2 separate regions of the Gossypium hirsutum genome follow, and region 2 is linked to region 1. The links are chromatin contacts, called in public Hi-C maps. All regions are on one chromosome and are shown on one strand. The core of a region is the stretch at or near the end of the contact, and the rest is flanking DNA. Distances in the headings are between cores, read along the strand shown.

The links. Hi-C and Micro-C count contacts between places; a contact is called where the count stands out from the background.
Region 2: a Hi-C map of leaf shows a contact between it and region 1, with 2.8 times the contacts expected there. The contact joins the promoter of LOC107931946 here to the promoter of LOC107931931 in region 1. A contact is called at or near these places in 2 of 34 Hi-C or Micro-C datasets (both in leaf).

Annotation. Positions count from the first base shown.
Region 1 is chrA12:104,816,520-104,819,281 of Gossypium_hirsutum_v2.1, reverse strand. It overlaps LOC107931931, which reads left to right and starts at 1,251. Exons shown (of 7, transcript XM_041083564.1): 1 at 1,251-1,408; 2 at 2,169-2,414; 3 at 2,593-2,657. The coding sequence starts at 2,228.
Region 2 is chrA12:104,957,358-104,960,269 of Gossypium_hirsutum_v2.1, reverse strand. It overlaps LOC107931946 (V-type proton ATPase subunit E-like), which reads left to right and starts at 1,359. Exons shown (of 8, transcript XR_005906515.1): 1 at 1,359-1,450; 2 at 1,547-1,661; 3 at 1,768-1,868; 4 at 2,172-2,328; 5 at 2,464-2,657.

The DNA.
Region 1 (2,762 bases), core at 2-2,501:
CATCAATATTGTTTTAAAGGAGCGGGGTGAAAGTTAATATGTATTTTTCTTACACAGCTTTCATACGAAAACCACTTTAAAGCTACCATATAATTTAATTTAAAAGATGTCATTGAATTAAAAAATAAAATGACTAAATTAGGAGCTAAATTTAAAATTTAAAAATTTTCGAATGAAATTTTCCATTTGGATTTTGAATATTATTTTTAAGTCAATAATTTTATATTCCCACTATTTTAGTAATCGAATTACCATCTATTTCTTAAATAACATAAGGCTCAGAAAGAATGATATGCATATTTTTATGCTTTTTTAAAAAAAATGTTTTATCAAATAAAAATAATAATAACGAATTCATTTTGTATATTGTAATGAATATATGCAATCTCTTACATATTTTACTTTAATCATAAAATACAATTTTAATTTTAACATTTATTGACCAATATGAATTATAGTTGTAAAAAGATCCAAGGAAAAGCTAGAATTTATATATGTTTAAGATATAAGCTCATTTTATTTGCAACCTAATCAAGTAGGATCACGACAACCTTAATTGTTATTAATCGATAAAATTTAATACTTATCTATGTATATTTTTATAATTAAGGTATCTTCCATGTTATTTTACTATCTATAAATATTAAGTCTTTTGAAGATTTATGACGGCCTCTTCTCAATAATATTATCTCTAAAATTCGAATTGTGTTATTCCGTTAATTATATATTTATATTATATTAGTATTTTTAGCATAATATTATATTAATTTTTAATTTATTATAAGCAAGTTTTTCATTATTTTAACATTTTGTATATCATTATTGTATTGATTTTGTTCATAGTTAAGAACAAAATAGTAAAACATGCATTAAAATAATGTTGCTTCCGTTAATCAAATAACAAAATATTATATTTCAATTAAATGAGTCAGATAGGATAATATGACACCCGATAATGTACTAAATAATATTATTATCAAAGACAAGTTGTTGCATTTATGCTACGATTTGTAAGAATTTTTAAGGTTTGACGGTAAGATATAATCTTTTCAAAAGTTTAATACAATAATAATATCTAAACAGATAAATATACTAATGAAATATTTTTCAATTACAATTCATTAAATATTAACTCATATTTTAAAATTAAAAAAAATAATATTGACAAAAATAAATAAATTATTTCCTTTTAAGCCAAAAACAAATTTGTAAAATATAAAAAGAAAGTAAATTTTTAATTTTTAAATCCAACCATGCAATATGTGGGAAACAAGCAGTGATGATGGTTGAAAGATTTAATTGCAGAGAGAGAAGAAAAAGAGAGGCAGAGCGATAAAGAAGACAAAGGATTCAAAGATTTTGCTTCATTTCAAAGTTTATAAAAACTTTACCCCATTACCGTGTGTTTGTAAATATTTCATACATCTCTCTCTATCTCCAAACCTTATTACTGTATTACTTGTCAATGTCATATTAAACTCTCGGCCATTCTTGTTTCTTCATCCTTGAACCAGGTTTCCCACAAATTTTTTATTTTAATTTATTTGTTCCCTCTCCTTTACGGCTTTGAGTTAACTCTCCCTTTTTTTCTTCTATTCTATGGTTTGTCTTTAATGCTACATTGACTCGTGATTATGAACTCAGTGCCAGAATAGCACTATAATAAGAACTGGCAAGTGCTCATGTGGTAGATGAAGATACTAAGTTTTCTTTTTCTTTTCTTTGTTTGGGTTTTGATTTGACTTTTGGAGATGATGAATAATGCATGGAATGGGTTTTTCTTTTTCTTTTGGTTCAAACATGAAGAGAATGATATAGTTTTTACTATATTTGAAACAATGCTGATTGATTCTCTCTCTCTCTCTGGTTCTGAGTATTTATCTGTTTAGCAGATTTTTACTTTCCCCATTTTCATTTTCTGGGATCTTAAATGGCTTTGGATGTTCTACTTTTATTTTCATTATCCTCTAATTTAATTGCCAGTGAGTCTCATGGTTGCTTCACTCAGGGTCTTTTGCTGGGTTATGAGTATGAGATGATGAAGATTACATCACATTCAAGTAGATTTACCTTAGCAAAACATTCAAATTCAAATGTCTTGTCGTTTTTTTCTTGGTGATGTCATGTGCAATATTTGACTGACAACTTCACTTGATTTTTTTTTCCAGGTTCTTATGCTTAGATTTCTGAATAAACACATAAAAATGCCTCACTGTTAGCACCCAAAATGGATAGGAGATTGCCTAGGAGCCCAGTGCTTAAGAGCCCTTTGCTGTCACCTAAAAGCCCTGCAATCTATGAAAAGTACAAGTCAGGATGTGCCTGGGGGTTAATTCACTTCTTCGATTTTCGCCAAGCACATTCACATGGGAAGCTCATTTCCGATAAGAAGCGTGCTAACAGGCAGGCTAAATGTAAAGAAGCCCTTTTATCTTTTGTTGAGAATGAAGTATATTTTCATTTCCATGCAGATCATATATACATATATGTTCTTTAAAGTAGGTTAATTATTCTCATTCTTGATCATGTCACATGCATTTTTCATGTCTTACAGCTGCCAAATACACCTAAGTTCAATTATGTCATCTGCAGGTGATGGTCATGCAAAGAATAAGACTAGATTTCTTACTAATGAGGAGAAGGGTCAACACATAGATGTGAGTTTATTAAGCTGCTTTTATGATAAAATTCAATGCATTTTCTGAGTACCATTTGTTCTTTCTTTGGTACAAAATTTGCAACAATACTGAGCTACAATTTTT
Region 2 (2,912 bases), core at 110-2,609, 140 kb before region 1:
CCCACCCCACCCCCACCCTCACCCCAAACAATTATTATATACACATACATGCATATAATACCAAACTTTACTTATGGATAACATGTGACTTGTATTCATATAGCACTCCTTTCTTAGCCCCCTTTTTTTTTCCCCTTTCTTTGCTATTTATGATAATTTATATATTTCTCCCATACATTATATGTTATAATCAAGTGTTGAACTAAACAATTTTAATCAAATTAAACAATTATTCTACACATACAATGAACACATTGTTGACCTGTAGTTTATTATTATTAATAATAAAAAGTGTGCTTTTTGTTGGATGTTAATAATAATATTAAAAGGACTAATGATTGGAAAACACAGGAGGGTGCCTTACATGCCATGTGTAAATATCATATATGATAGTCAATTTGTGATGGTAGACCTACAAAAGTGGGCCTTGGTTCATATTAATTTTGGTTGGTTTTTACGAGATAAGAATGGACCAGATGGAGAGAGAACCCTTTTTTTATTAAAGATACAAAATCATCATCTAAACGATCAAATTCTAGGCCTGCGATCCATTTTAGTGGGTTTGATTTTAAGCTTCGTCCCGTTTTAAAAATAGACCCATCAAGTCGTTATACATCTAACGGTTCAGATCGGTTGTGAGTTTACCTTTTTACGGTACTTCCTTTAAATTAATTGATAAATAGTAGAGGTTTGTTATGCACAATTATATATATAATAATATGAAGGTTTTTGAGTTTCGTAATGCGTGTGAGTTTTAATCCATTTAATCTGTTATTATAATAATTTGATTCTATTTGTAGTTATTTGAATTTGTAATTATATTACTTTTGTTGTATTTAAGCTTTTAATTTTTTTTTAAAAATAATTAAATCTTTTTTTTCATTCAATTGGATATTTAAACTTTTAAAATACATTTAAAAAATCTCAAATTTTTTTAAAAAAATCAATTAAGCCCCTATTTTTTTACACTTAATCTTTCAAAATGTATCAAAAAAACACAAGCATTTAAAAAAGAACAATTAAGCCCTTAATTTTTTTTACACTTAATTAAATATTTAAAAAAAATTCTTTAATCGTTAACTTTAACAATTAACCATTAAAAAAAATTGGTCTTAATTTTTCACATTAGAGTCACCCGTGTCACAATCACCACAAAAAATTTAAAATTTGAGACCAAATAATATTTTATTTGAATAATACAAAATTGTGTATAAATAATTTAATAAGTATATAAATATAATAAAATCTAAACACTAGGCGATAACCGGAAGGTTGATAATTTGATACTCTCGAAAATCGTACGCTCAGAAAATGTCCCACGTCATTATGAGGATAACTACAAAATAATAGTAGTTCATAAATAAATGGGACCCTTTTTTTCTCTTAAAAAGTGAATAATTAAGCAAACGGCCATTCACCATACACCTCTGGGAAGCACGTATAAAAACTGGTTACCTTCACTGTTCGCTTTCATTTTTTTTTAATCTTTTCTGATCGAGAATCAGATAAAAATATCTTATTCTACAATATTTTCTGATCAAATCAGGATCCCCGCGAAAATGAACGACGGAGATGTTTCCAGGCAGATCCAGCAGATGGTGAGATTCATCCGCCAAGAAGCAGAGGAGAAGGCTAACGAGATCTCTGTTTCAGCGGAAGAGGTATTTCAATTTTCATTCGTTTTCTCTCTTTTCCCCCTTTCTGGCTTATAATTTTGTGAATTTTGGATGTTCCGATGAATTGATGGTGAATCGATTGGTGTTTTAGGAATTCAACATCGAGAAGCTCCAGTTGGTGGAGGCAGAGAAGAAGAAGATCAGGCAAGAGTACGAGAAAAAGGAGAAGCAAGTCGAAGTTCGAAAGAAAATGTAAGTTGATCTTTTTTTAAATATTCTGCTTAGTTCAACTGATTTATCATACTGGATTTCTATAGTCAAGCTGAGATTTACATTAGTAATTGAGAAGTAGTCAGATTCGGAGATGGCTCTGGTTTAATTTGTAATCTGAAACTATAATGTGATTTGGGTGAAGCTAGTAAATTGAAGAAGTTGATGCTCACAATGATAGTTAATGTGACAGCCAAGAGAATTTAGTTTTTGTTTTGATGCAAAATTGACACGTAGGATAATAGAAGGATACAAATAAGAGTAAGATTTATTCTGTTGCTGCAGTGAGTATTCGATGCAGCTTAATGCATCTAGGATTAAGGTCCTTCAAGCTCAAGATGATGTGGTTAATGAAATGAAAGAATCGGCAGCCAAGGAACTTCTGAACGTGAGCCGTGATCACCATGTGTACAGAACGCTTTTGAAAGATGTAATTGTTCAGGTCAGTGAATGGCAAGATTATAAAACCATTTTTGCAAATATTTCAAAATTGCAGCATTAGATAAAATCTTGGGAGTTCTTGAATTGAATGATTTTCATGTACAGTTGAATGCTGAAAGTATGTTGTTTATTGCAGAGTTTGGTCAGGCTGAAAGAGCCTGCTGTCTTACTGCGCTGTCGCAAAGATGATGTGCCCTTGGTGGAGTCTGTCCTGGATTCAGCAAAAGAAGAATATGCTTCCAAAGTGAATGTTCATCCTCCAGAGATATTCATTGACAATGTCCATCTTCCTTCTGCACCTTCTCATCACAATGCTCATGGCCCTTTCTGGTATGCATGATTAATTCTATGAAAATGCGAGAGTACATGTTACCGATTGTGAGGATTGATCCTTAGGGACGTGAATGTTTGTCTCGAGGAAGTAATTAAGTGTTGAGTATTATGATTCTAGTAGTTGTATGAAATATTGCTTAGTTGTGCTTTACTTTTCTTTTCTTTTTTTATCTTACCAACCTCCCCTTGATGTTACCCTCTGCCCTTCCCCTACCTGAAATGAGAAGGAAAAAGAAAAGAAGTAAACCGATA